Linked DNA regions of Oryctolagus cuniculus: region 2 is linked to region 1. The links are chromatin contacts, called in public Micro-C maps. All regions are on one chromosome and are shown on one strand. Each heading gives the region's core, a stretch centred on a gene start, on an enhancer-like site or on the middle of the called end of the contact. The rest is flanking DNA. Distances are from core to core; before and after follow the strand shown. Region 1 holds the start of ANKRD23 (ankyrin repeat domain 23). Region 2 holds the start of KANSL3 (KAT8 regulatory NSL complex subunit 3).

Region 1 (6,441 bases), core at 1,747-4,246:
GGGTCTCCCACGTGGGTGCAGGGGCCCAAGGACTTGGGCCATCTTCTGCTGCTTTCCCAGGCGATAGCAGAGAGCTGGATCAAAAGAGGAGCAGCCGGGACACAAACCAGCACCTGTATGGGATGCCAGCACTGCAGGTCGAGGCCTAGCCCACTACACCACAGAGCCGGCCCCAGAAAATAAATTTTAAAAAGTGGTGCTGGGGGCTGGTGCCATGGCGCAGTAGGTTAATCCTCTGCCTGTGGCACTGGCATCCCATATGGGTGCAGGTTCAAGTCCCAGCTGCTCCTCTTTCAATCCTGCTCTCTGCTGTGGCCTGGGAAAGCAGTGGAGGATGGCCCAAGTCCTTGGGCCCTGCACCCACGTGGGAGACCTGGAAGAAGCTCCTGACTCCTGGCTTTGGATCGGCTCAACTGTGGCCATTTGGGGAGTGAACTAACAGAGGGAAGACCTTTCTCTCTGTCCTTCCCTCTCACTGTCTGTAACTCTAACTCTCAAATAAAAATAAATAAAATCTTTAAAAAAAAAGTGGTTCTGATCATGCGCATTTGGAATCCTCCAGAGGCTTTCTGTTCCCTTCTAGGGACAGCTCCCACCACCCTCTCCGTTTTATTCCGAGTTCTTATCCATGTGTCCCTTACCCCAAGGACCTGCTGATCTTCCTTAATTTACTACTCTGTCTCCCCAGGGCCACACGTCAGACGCTATTCCTCCTTTCTAGATGCCTGTCCCATCCCTTTTTACGTGGGCCCCTTTTACGCTTCCTTCTGGACTGTAACACATGCACACCCTCCCTTCCTCCCTCCCAACCCTACCCGCCCTTGACCCCCAGACCTGCCCAGCCATGTGCTCCCTGGACGCGAGGTTGCCTGACTGCTGTGACCCTGAGCTTCCCCACTGGCCGCCTGTCTCTCCCTGGAGACAGCTGGGCCTTTATCTCACCCCTGTGGCAGCCCTGGCACAGGTGCTCCACAAGTATGTGCTGAACAGACAGCTGGGTGTCGGGTTTTTCTTAATCCTTGCCAGTTGGCTGGGCAGACTGCCTAGGTCTTAATGGTGTGAAGTGGTGTCGCTCCGACGTTTCATCACCACAGTTCACATGGTGGGTGTTTACAGGCAGGGTGCTCCATGTTCACCTGGCTGGCGTCACCCACGGGGGCGCAGCACTTTAGATGCATCGCATCCCCTGTTCTCTCATGTGGACAGGGAAAATGTGTGAGGGCTGGAAGTTATTCTTCTTTGCTAGGTTTTAAAATAAGCTATTTGCAAACTTTTTTTTAATGATTTATTCTGTTTATTTAAAAGGCAGAGTGACAGAGAGGGAGAAACAGAGAGAGAGCTCCCTGTGGCTTACTCCCCAAATGGCCGCAACAGCCAGGGCTGGGCCAGGCCAAAGCCGGGAGCCAAGATCTCCGTCTGAGTCTCCACATGGGTGCAGGGGCCCTAGCACTTAGGCCATCTTCCTCTGCCTTCCCAAGCACATTGCAGGGAGCTGGATTGGAGGAGCAGCAGCTGGGACTTGGAGCAGCACTCCAACGTGGGGTGCCGGCGTCACGGGCAGCAGCCTAGCCTGCTGCACCACAGTGCGGCCCCTGGTATTTTGCTTTCCGTGAGGAATTCTTGGGGCCGCATCTCGCCCTGCTCACAGCAGACCGCTGCTTGAACTAGGCAGCGAGACAGAAGCCACAGCCGGGTCTGCGCTCACCAGGAGGACCTGCTGCGTGAAGGTTCGGGCTCCGGAGGTCCCGTGGTGGATTCTGGGGCTGCTTCTCGCCCTGTGCGGGCCCCTGGCGTCCGTCAGTTTGCTGGGAGGTGCGGGGAAGGTACAGAGCCCAGCCGTCAGCAGGGCCGACTTCGCATCCCCACGTTGCCACGGCAGCTCGGGGACCTCGGGCAAGTTGCTTCGCTTCTGTGCGCTGCAGTCTGTCTGGGGCAGTAGTGGCGATTCCCACCTCCGAGAGGTATCGGGAAAGGTAAGCTACACAGTCGCTTACCTCGGTTACCTTTAGCGACATTTAGGAATTGCTGCCCAGGGGCCGGTGCTGTGGCACCATGTGGGCGCCAGTTCTAGTCCCGACTGCTCCACTTCCAATCCAGCTCTCTGCTATGGCCTGGGAAAGCAGTGGAAGATGGCTCCAGTGCTTGGGCCCCTGCACCAGTGTGGAAGACCTGGAAGAAGCTCCTGGCTTCAGCCTGGCCCATTGCTGGCCATTGTGGCCATCTTGGGGAGTGAACCAACAGATAGAAGAGCAGTCCCTCTCCCTTCCCCCGCTCTTAGCTTTGCCTTTCAAATAAATAAACAAATCTTAAAGTGATGCCCAAATGAGGATCCGTGTCTCAAAGGAGAAGAGAAGGCTGGGAACCCGAGCTCGTCTGGCGGCTGCCCGTGGCGCCCAGCACCCTGCAGGTGATGGCTGAATGGCCGAGCTGTTTGTGTGGCTCTGACCCAAGCCAGCAGTGGCCACAGGGTGGAGACATAGAAAGAAAGACGGGCTCCCGCCAGAGGGCCCTGGGCCCTCCACCGCCTCCTGGAGAGTCGCTGGGTTTCTAAAGGAGTTCGAGGAAACCGCCTCAGGCCGGCCTTGGCCCGCTTCCTCAGGATCTCAGAGGAGCAAGAAGGGGCAGGGTCTGGCAGGGGTGAGCCTGACCTGGGTGTGTCTGTCCCCAGGCTGCGGAGAAGGGCCACGTGGACATCTGCTCCCTGCTGCTGCAGCACAGCCCGGCCCTGAAGGCGGTCCGCGACCGGAAGGCGCGGCTGGCCTGCGACCTGCTGCCCAGCCACAGCGACCTGCGGGACCTGCTGGCCGCCTGAGAGAGAGGCCGCCCTCCTGCCGCACGCTGTGCGGAGGGAAACTGAGGCCAGAAGACCCCGGAAGAACCCCGCCGGGCCTCCGTGGATGTGAGGGAGGAGGTTTGGTGGGGCGGGACGTGCCTGCGCCCGGACAGGCGATCATGTTCTGAATCAGGTCCTGTGGGAACGTCCATCCATTTGGAAAAACCAATAAAGTCAAATCCCTACCTCCGCCCACAAAGATAAACCTCAAGATGAACGACCAAAAATCAGAGCACACAAGTGCGGCGCCCGTGGCGAGAGCTGCCCCTGCTCCGTCGGTCCCCCGGTGGCTGGTCCGAGGTGAGAGTGGTTACAGGGGGCCCGCCCCAGGGCCACCGTGGGGACTGGGGGAGGGGAGCTCCGTGGCGAGTGCTTTGCTTAGTTCCTGCTCCAGACGTGCTCAGTGCTGGCAGGGTCGGAACCCACTCCTTCCGGCCTGTGACCGGCAGAGGGCGCTGCTGCTTTAGTCTGCGGGCGAGTTACAGTGAGGGGAATACTGCTTCCCGCCCGTGTCGATTTCTTTTCTTGACCCAGAAAAGCCGTTTATATTCGGCATATCGATCCTCTGTTTTACACGTACATTTATGTCCATTCGTTTCAAATTTCTTCTGTCATGCTGTCACTTAACTCTGTTGGTGTCTGGCCACGGAAACCGGTACAGTCACGGTAGGTGGCAGTCTGGCCACATGTATTTAAATGAGCAGAGCCAGGAATCTGGCGCTTCTGGACTGCTCCCCCGTGGCTGCAGGGAGGTTCACGTGCAGGCACTCAGCCTGGGGGGCCCCCCGCAGAGGCGGTGCTGCCTGGGCTAGGGGCCCGAGGCCGCTTCCAGCAAAGGGTGCGTGCGTCTGGAGCTGCAGCTGGGCGGAGGAGAGCCAGGAGAGCAGGGAGCGCGTGCCTTCTCCCGGCACCCACGCGGGCTTTCCCCTGGGCCGGCAGGCCCTGGACTTCCTGTTTACTTTTGGGTTTTTAATTAGGAAGACTTTTTAAAATCAGCGCTAGCCCTGGCAGGGCGAGTGCTTTTTTGCTGAGTGTCTGGGGTGGAGCCTGCTGATTGCAATGCCCCTGTGCTCAGAGGCCGAGGCGCACAGGCTGAAGTCTGACTTTTTCTTGTCCACTTGTCCTCGTTCTAGTCTGGGTGAGTCTTTCCTCTTGTAGCCAAAGAGTTCTGTCGGAAAAAAAAATCCCCTGAAACCCCAGAGCTTAGTTTCTTCACTGTCTCGGGTTCTGTTGTGTGAGCTTCTGGACTTCACGGCCAGAGCTGCTGGCCTTTGGCCCTTGCTGACCCCGGCGCTCCCTGCTGTCTGGCGATGGCGGCCGCTGGGCTCTGGAATCTTATTTACTGGCTCTCAGGTTTCCTCGCAAAGGTCACCGCTGGGCGATGGGCCTGAGATCCAGGACTTTTGCTTACGGTGGCCTGAGACAGACTGCTCTGGGGCTGGTTTCATGGTTCCTGCTACATCCTGGGACCCGGGGCCGACCGCAGCCCCCCTTCCCTGTGGAGGGTGCACTCATGGCTGGGGGTGTCTGGTGGGGACCCACAGGGAGCATGGGAGACATTTGCGAGGCCCAGCCCCCCCACAGTGGCTGGCACAGCGTAACTCGGGCTGCCGGCATGGGAGGCAGGAGGGATGGGGGCAGCCTTGAGATCACACAGAGCTGTTTGTGCATTGTCATGTAGAGGCCAGCTCTTCCCTGCAGGATTCTGGCCAGCTTGTGCCAAGGTCACTGGGCCGGGTCTTGGAAGTTTCCCAGGCAGCCAGACTTCCAACAACATGGAAGCCCAAACTGGTCTCTTCCCTGGCGGGTGCGAACGCAGCAAGGTGGGAAAGGTGTCCCCTTGAGCACGGGCTCGTGGCTGGGCCGCGTGCTCGGTGGCTCAGCGGCTCCGAGCGGAGTGGGGTATGGCAGAGGTGCAGGCGAGGGCGTGTGGAAGGCGGCGGCTCCCTGTCTGCCTCGCGGGCTGCTTTCCCAGGCTGGTATTTTGGTCGATGTGACAGAACCCCAGAGTCATCTGTCCTTCCCTGCCCCCACCCGCCCCCAGGAGGAGGCCGAGCTATAAGAGGGCAGCGCCCGGGCTCTCACTGGGGGTGCGGAGAGCGGGGGGACCATGGACTTCATCAGCATTCAGCAGTTGGTGAGGACAGGGGGCGCCCCCCGGCAGGTCCCTGGCTATCGGGTGGCGGGCAGGCAGCTGCTCACTGGGGTCTGAGGGTCAGGGCGGAGGCACCAGGAGGTGGGCAGCTCCCGTCTGCTCTGTGCCTGGTTCTGCATGAGCTGCTGGCAGGCAAGGAAGAAGCTGGGTGTGGTGGCCGTGAGAGTCCTGGTGTGCACCGAGCCCCGCCCTGGATCGTGACAGGGAAGGGAGGCGGCAGACTCCGGGGAGCACGAGGGTGGCCACTGCTCTGGAGGGCCTGGGTGGGGGCAGGGAGAAGGGCATCCTTGCCCCAGGGGTGCTTTGGGCTTTGTCAGTGTTGGGGACCTAGAGGATGTCACGTTGCCCACCAGCAGTGGGGCCTGGGCAGCGTTGCTTTAGAAGGGAATCTGGTTCTGTCTGGCCGGGAGCCCCAGCCCCGTCATCCTATCATTCCAGCCTGTTCTCCCCACAGGCTCGGTCCTCAGTGCTCCCCAGCTGTGAGGGGAGGACTCACTCCCAAGCACGAGACCAGTAACTCCCGTAACCGCCCCAGCTCCTTTAGGTTAAGTGCAGGTTGGAGCCCGTTTTATGGAGACAGTTTCCCAGCAAGCGGAGTTGAATTCCCCCAGGGCGTGTGTCTCAGTCCCTCTGAGCTTGTACCGCAAGGCAGCATGGCGTGATCCGGTAGGAATCTAAGGCAGCAGCCCAGGAGGGAAGCTAAGCGGTCATCTGGCTCAAGGGTGCCTGGGCCCTGGCCAGCGGTATGGATGGATGCGGGCTCGCCTCACCCCTGGGTCCTGCTGACAGAGCAGGGCAGGCAGAGGTCACTCATCCCCCAGGACGTCACCGCGGATGGGAGGCAGCCTCTCCAGTCCCCAAAACTCACCCCGTCCACAGCCCTCGCCAGCCGTCTCCCTGGCACTGTACAACCCTGTTTTCTGATTGCTTGTCCTCTGCCTGTTCCTGCAGGTAAGTGGAGGAGGAGTTGGGAGGAAAGCGTTGGGAATCGGACATGGAGTCCCCGACCCCGGAGGCTGGCCCTGTGACTGGAGGCTGGGGCCCCAGGAGGCCATGGCCCGGGAGAAGCTGAGAGTGGAAGAGGAGAAGAAGGTGAAGGTGAGCGCTGGGTGGGAGTGGGGCGGCCGCCCCAGGGGCCCCGCCCTGCTCCAACCTCTGGCTGACGTCTGGCCTGCTCCTGTCTTCCGTCCACTCGCTGCGCCTTCTCAGCTTGAAAGATTTAACAGCTCCAGAGTCCATCTGGAGACGCTGGCTGACCTGGAACACTTGGTTCAAAGACGGAGAGAGAAGCGACTGAGACGCAGAGTCCCCCCCAGGGAACCTGAGCCCGTGGTTAAGGTGAGTGACAACGTGGGGCTGCAGGCCCGAGGAAGCGTTTCCTGTGGCGGGTGGCCAGGGGGGGCTTCCTCGCGGAAGGCTGCAGCCCAGGCAGTGCAGAGGGATGGCCTCCGAG
Region 2 (7,103 bases), core at 2,230-4,729, 200 kb after region 1:
ACAATGGGCCTAATGTGTGTGTGTGTATGTGTGTGTGTGCGTGTGTATACTTTTTCCCTTTAAGTTCCTGCTTTTCTAGGGAGCTGCTTAAAACACGATAGCACTACACTGGTCTGACTCCAAGCCCCTCCAATCAGAACTTGCCTCGCCAGTGTTTCTGCATACCAGCTCCCTCCTACCTAACCCACAAAACCTTTCCCCAGGCCGCTGATAAGGAGTCAGCTTTGAGTATTTGCTCCAGACTCCTTGCTTGGCTACCTTGTAATGAACTTACCACAAGAGACCATGACTTCAGTATTTTGGCCTTCTGATGGGTGCAGGCGATGGGCTCATCTTGCTGTGGTAACATTAGTATTTTATTGCTTTTCATGGCTCTATAAGTTCATTGCATGGAAATACCATATTTTGTTTATCCAATTATCAGTTGATGGACATTTAGGTTGTTTCCATTTTTTTTAACGTTTTAATTGGTTTCCATATTTTTTTTTTTTTTGACAGGCAGAGTGGATAGTGAGAGAGAGAGACAGAGAGAAAGGTCTTCCTTTGCCATTGGTTCACCCTCCAATGGCCGCCGCGGCCAGCACACCGCGCTGATCCGATGGCAGGAGCCAGGAGCCATGTGCTTTTCCTGGTCTCCCATGGGGTGGCATCCTCCACTGCACTCTGTCGCTCCCCCTCTTCATGGAGGAACGACACTAAACCCTGCCTAGGCTTCATATCCGAGTCACGGCACCATTATGTCGCTCCCCCTCTTCGTGGAGGAACGACACAGGACCCTGCATTGTTCTTTCGTCTGCTCGGCCCTCCCCGGGTTTGCTGCTGGTTCTTCCCAGGTTGGCTGCCGTCCCTCCCACCTCCGTGGAAGGGCGGTTCCCCCTGGCCACTTTCCCCACTTCCGCGGGGGAGCGGCACACCACCGGCCGGCTCTCTCCGGGGCTGCACAGGTGTTCCTTCAGATAGATGTTCCTGGTGCATGTTGTCTCTCTCCTCCTTTATAGTCCTCTTCCACCAACCCCAACTCTGCTACCCACACGCCGAGTACGCTGCTCTCCTCCAATCAGGAGCAGGATCAGCTCCTGCAGGTCATCACTCAAGTTGGCGAGAGGCAGCTGCGTAGAAGTTGTTTACTTCCTTCTCAGCGCCATATTGTGGGAGAGCAGATGCATAGAATAAGTCTTAATTCCAGTAACAGTCTAGTCCGAGTTGCTCCCCACAGCACTCCCTGGCCACAGCAGAGAGCTGGCCTGGAAGAGGGGCAACCGGGACAGAATCCGGCGTGCTGGCGCCACAAGGCGGAGGATTAGCCTATTGAGCCGCGGCGCCGGCCGCAGTTTCCATATGTTTTTTAAAAATAGATAAATATCTATTTGTTTGAAAGGCAGAGCAATGGGGGGGGGGGCGGGAGAGAGAGAGAGAGAGAGAGATATCTTCCATCTGCTGGTTCCCTTTTCAAATGCCTGCAATAGCCAGAGCATGGGCAGTTCTAAGGAGCCTGGAACTCCATTTGGGTCTCCCATGTGGGTGACAGGGAGCCAGCATCTGCTGCTCCCAGGCTAGGCCGTAGCAGACAGTGAATGGGAAGCAGAGACAGGACTGCATCCCAGGTGCTCGGAATGGGATGTGGGCGTCCCAAGCAGTGAGTTAACCCACTGTACAACATCTGTTCTGATTGTTTCATATTTTAGCTATTGTGAATAATGCTACACTGAGCATGCATACGTTGTTTTTGTGTGGACATATATTCCAGGTCTCTTGGGTATAAACTTGGGCATGGGCTTGCTAGGTCCTACAGTAATTCTGTGTTTTAACTTTCTGCAGAATTCCAGCAAATGGAAAAATCTCTCTCTCGTCTTTCAAGAAAGAAAAGAAAAAAACAATGAAGGGGAGGCAGTTCAGGGTAGAGGTCGGGTCTGGAGGGTTGTAATCTCAGCTCCAACACGAGCCCAGCAAGCAAGACCTCCTCTGTTTCTACCTGTACCAGGACAGCAGTCATCCCTTGTCCTCGGATGCACCCCGAGGCTCCCTCTGAAGGGCTGAATCGCAGGATGGTACCAACCCTATATAAACTATGTTTTTTTTCTATGATAAAGTTTAATTTATAAATTGGGCATAGTAAGAAATTAACAACAATAAGAACAAAATAGAACAATTAAAACAATATACCTTTGGCTGGCACTGTGGCTCATTTGGTTAAACCTCCACTTGTGGTGCCAGCATCCCATATGGGTGCCGGGTTCTAGTCCCGGTTGCTCCTCTTCCAGTCCAGCTCTCTGCTGTGGCCCAGGAGGGCAGTGGAGGATGGCCCAAGAGGTTGGGCCCTGCACCCGCATGGGAGACCAGGAAGAAGCACCTGACTCCTGGCTTTGGATTGGCGTAGCTCTGGCCGTGGCGGCCATTTTGGGGATGAACCAACTGAAGGAAGGCCTTTCTCACTATCTCTCTCTCACCGTCTAACTCTGTCTGTCAAATATATATATATATATATATTTATATTCCTTCTCCACAATTTCACAAGATTCTGTCTTACCATAGATCTTAGCAATCTCAGCATACAATTTTTTCTTTACTTATTGAGTAGAGAACTTTCACTTTTTCACTTAAAAAAGATGCACTTAAGGTGCCTGCTGTGTGGCATATCCAAATTGCCAGCGCGGAACTCTTTTGGAACCATTGTTAAGTCAAAGAGAAGTGACTTGCACACAAGCTTTCCAGTTCTCCACGACTGCTCTAGTAATTGAGACACATGCGAACAGGAAGAAATGGCGAGTGGCGTATACAGCGTGGATTCGCTGGACAAGGAGACATGATCCATGCCATGAGCAGGACAGAGGTGGGAGCTGGGGACTCACTCAGGGTCTTCCACGGGGGCAGCAGACACCCAGGTGCGTGAGCCATCACCTGGTACCTCCCAGGGTGCGCATCAGCAGGAAGCTGGAATCCAGAGTCAAGAGTTCAAAGCCAGGCACTCCAGAGGGGATGCTGGTATTGCATTGTCCTAACATTGTCCTAACTGTGGCTCCAAAGCCCGCTTCCTTTAGGGCAGGTTCCCTATTATAAGAACCAACACCACTCAGCGAAGCTCCGAACAGACGTTTTTCTTTAAATTTTCCTCATCTGTTTTTGATAAGGGTTTTTTTTTTTTTTTTAAAGAGCAGTTTTTGAACCAATGCACCTTTTTATTCCTTATAATCTATCTTTATTGTGGTGGTTTCTGTGGCTAAGAGCAAACCCCTAACAAGTAAATTCAGGGAGTGGGAGGTCTGGCGCCCTCCCCCCTTCCCCTCGGGGCGGCCATCACAGGCCGAGGGACCCCTTGGGCTGGGAGCGGCTGTAGCAGCCAGCTTCGTCCTTCGGCCTCACTTTCCCGCCATCTCCAGCCTCGAGACGAGCGCGCATTCCCCGCCCCGCCCCGCGCCTCTCCGGGCCTTGCCGCTCGCCGCCCCTCCCTTCCCCGGCAGCGATCTGCTTCCGTGTTTTCCCCGGAGCCGGGAGCGCCGGGGCGTGGAGGCGGCACCGCGCACGCGCGCAAGCGGCAGGCCCGGGCCGAGCGCGCGGCCGGGCGACCGCGGGTGAGAGAAGGGTCGGCCCCTGTGGGGGTGGCGGGCCGTGGGGGTCGCGGCCGCGGCCGGGGCGGGTGGGGGCCGCGGCCAGGGCCTCGGGGCTGCCGGGGCATGCGGGTAGTTGGCGCTGGAGGCCGGGGCAGGGACGAGCGGGCGGGTTGGGCCGGGGGCGGGCGGGGACCGCGTTTGGGCCGCCGTGACGCGGGCGCCTGGCCCGGCCCGCGGGAGTGGGGGGCGGGTGCCAGGCGGCTCCTCCTCGTCGCGAACTCTCGGTGACCTTGGCCAGGTCGCTTTAATTCTCTTAGCCGGCGGCTTGGTCTGTAAAATGGGACTCCTAAGCCCTGCGTCCAACGTGGGCCGCTTTGCGGTTCAGTGGCGGGAACCCCTCCAGGTGCCTGGAGTACCGGGCGGTTTGCTACCTCGGGGGAGAGAAAGGGCTTCCAGGCTGTCATGTTGTCCCAGGCCTGGCGCGGGTGGGGGGCGGGGAGACCCTCGTTTTTCTGTTGAAGAAAACCCAGGCTGTTACGAAGTAGTTTGCAAAACTTTGGTTTAACGCGGGACAGTGGAGACTTGAGGAAGGGGGCCCTGGCTGAGATGAGCGTCTTGGAGGTCCCCCCCACCCCCTGCCCTCCACCACTGGCCTGCTTTTCCATTGGTGCCCGCACTCGGGTTCACCCTCCGTGGTGGGCAGAAAGAGGCCCTCAGCTTTTAAAGAATTCGTATTTGTATATCCTGTTGTTTGCTAAGACCCCTCCCACCCACATAGAAGAATTTGGTGCTGACCACGCAAGTTCAGTGCCTGTCTCTGTGAGGTCCCCGCGAACCGTGGAATCAGTCAGCTCTGCAGTGGTCCAGTTTTGTTCGAGCTTGGATATGGAGCAAGTCGTGGCGTCATAGCCATTTTGGGCAGTGGTGTGGGATCTCAGGAACCCTCCCTATGGTGGGTATGAGCAGGTCACAAAAGTGAGCATATTCGCGGGTGTAGGCTGGGAGGAATTTAAAATAAATTGACCTAAACGGAAACTTTGCACCACAGGTGGCGAGCATGCAGTTGCCCATGCCTTGACCTTGCTGCCCGTCTATGGACATGGCCCACCGGGGTGGGGAGAGAGACTTCCAGACTTCAGCTCGGCGCATGGGCACCTCGCTGCTCTTCCAGCTTTCAGTGCATGAACGGGAGCTGGACCTGGTTTTTCTGGATCATAGCTATGCTAAGCCGTGGAGTGCCCACCCCGACGCGAGTAGTGCCCGCCCCACACGCATGCTCTTTGTTACTCCCCGGCGACAACACGAAACCACCATGTGAGTTTGGGCTCTTTTCTCTTAGGGGCTGACACTGCCCTAAGTGGGCAGTGATCAGCTGGTTGGGGGATGAGAGGTGATTTTTTCTTAGGGCTGATTGGGGGGCATTGTCTGGAGAGTGTGGATGTTTAACTCAACCGTCTCTGTAAAGCAACACAAGGATATGGACGTGTGCATTCATGGTGCCTGACAAGAGTTAGGAAAGCAAAATATCCCAGGGAAAGCAAACAGCCTTGGGTGGGGAAGCTCTTTTCTGCCAAGGGCTGTTTGCATACTTATATCATCGATCATGGGCCATATAAAATTATCAGCTTAAAAATTAGCCTTCCACAGACTTGTTGAATTCTGAGTCTTGCCTGCGGGTTACCTAGGCAGAACCAGACCAAAGGATTTCCCAGGCCTTTACCGCCTGCAGGCTAGACGTTCCCCACCCGAGTCTTAGATAATAGAACTTGGGTCAAATGGAAACTGAAGAGGATTATACTGGTGAAGAAAGACTGAGAAGTTGATTTTTAAAAAACTGCCATCCGGGATAAGATCCCTTTCACTTTAGTCCGGTGGCTTCTTGGACAGTAGCAACAGTAGCTTTTTTATGGTAGTGAATTTTGCTTTCCCTGGCTTCACACACACAGATTAGGAGCACATACCCAGGATGTTGCTTTCTCTCTCAGTGTGTTACAGACCTGTCTGTCATTCATGAGTTAATCGTCTAAACCCCTCCTAGGTCTAATTATATTTTCAGCTTGCCTATCTTAGAGTTAGGAAGTTTCATAAACTTACCAGGTGATAAGTGACACAGTTACATTAGATGAGATCTGTTTGATAGTTCTTTTGAGCTTTAAGGAATTCCTCACATTTCAAGATTTATTGATATGCTTTATTCCGATAATCAAACCATGCTCTTTTTTTTTTTTTTTTTTTTTTAAGATTTATTTATTTACTTGAAAGGCAGAGTTACAGAGAGGCAGAGGCCAGGGCGGGGGGATCTTCCATTGCTGGTTCACTCCCCAGATGGCCAGCAATGGCTGGAGCTGTGCCAATTGAAAGCCAGGAGCCAGGAGCTTCTTCTGAGTCTCCCACATGGGTGCAGGAGCCCAAGGACTTGAGCCATCTTCCACTGTTTTCCCAGGCTATAGTAGAGAGCTATATCGGAAGTATAGCAGGCAGATGCCCATATGGGATGCCGGCACTGAAGGTGTCGGCTTTACCTGCTATGCCACAGCACTAGCCCCACCATGCTCTTTTTAAAATATATTTATTTTTATTTATTTGGAAGGCAGAGTTAGAGAGGTCTTCCATATGCTGGTTCACTTCTCAAACGGCTACAACAGGCGGGACTAGGTCATGCCGAAGTCGGGAGCCTGGAACTCCCCCCACCCCCGCCCCATTGGTGTTTTTAATCTTACCTAATGTTTAACCTTTTCCTCAAACATGGATTTTAGTTTCGTTGAGAGATGGCTTGTATTTTTCATTTCTTACTTTTCCTCCCTGCCTTCTGTCCTTCCTTTGAAAGGCAGAGAAACAGAGAGCTGGTTCACTCCCCCAAATGGCTACAATAGCTGGGGCTTGGCCAGGGTAAAGCCAGGAGTTGAGAACTCCAGTTTCTCATGTGAATGGCAGGGGCCCAAGTACTTGGGCCATTTTCTGTGGCTTTCCCACAAGCAAGGAGCTAGATCAGAAGCAGAGCAGCTAGGACTTGAACTAGCGCTCCCAAATGGGATGCCAGTTTCAAGCAGTTGCTTAACCCCCTGTGCCAGTACCTGTATTTTGCCTCTTTAGATCCTGTCGTCGAGCCTTAATGAACCAGAGGTGCCTTGATGTTTGTTCTAAACACATGTAGAATAATGTTTTGTATTTAATTTCCCAACAACCTTAGTATTTTGTTGGCTTTTTTGGTTGTACTAGGCTCGGGAGCTGTTACTGTAGGCAATAATATACAGTAATAGACTGGCCTGGGGCATAACTGAAAAGTTCCTTTAAATAGAATTTGAAATCTTTTTCTCTGTATTGTGTAGTATTTCTTGTTGATCTTGAAAGTCCTGTGGCTGCACTAGGTGTTTCTGTGCCATGCCAAAGACAAGAGCCAAGGAACTCCCATCAAGCCTATCCGGGTCTCTCACATGGATTTTGGGTGCCCAAGTACTTCCAGGGAGCTGGGTTGGAAGTGGAGCAGCCAGGACTCAAACGGGTGCTCATATGGGGGGCTGGCATCTCAGGTGGAGTGCTGAAATGTTGGCTCCC

Evidence for each region. A called contact is a pair of places that touch in the nucleus more often than the background predicts.
Region 2: a Micro-C map of ear pinna shows a contact between it and region 1, with 4 times the contacts expected there. The contact joins the promoter of KANSL3 here to the promoter of ANKRD23 in region 1. A contact is called at or near these places in 2 of 6 Hi-C or Micro-C datasets (ear pinna and psoas muscle).

Annotation. Positions count from the first base shown.
Region 1 is chr2:110,882,561-110,889,001 of mOryCun1.1, forward strand. ANKRD23 (ankyrin repeat domain 23) reads left to right here and starts at 2,997. Exons shown (of 9, transcript XM_070068768.1): 1 at 2,997-3,133; 2 at 5,940-6,086; 3 at 6,198-6,326. The coding sequence starts at 6,042. It overlaps ANKRD39 (ankyrin repeat domain 39), which reads left to right. Exons shown (of 4, transcript XM_002710017.5): 4 at 2,669-3,032. The coding sequence ends at 2,812.
Region 2 is chr2:111,077,654-111,084,756 of mOryCun1.1, forward strand. It overlaps KANSL3 (KAT8 regulatory NSL complex subunit 3), which reads left to right and starts at 3,480. Exons shown (of 20, transcript XR_011386485.1): 1 at 3,480-3,569; 2 at 4,597-4,862.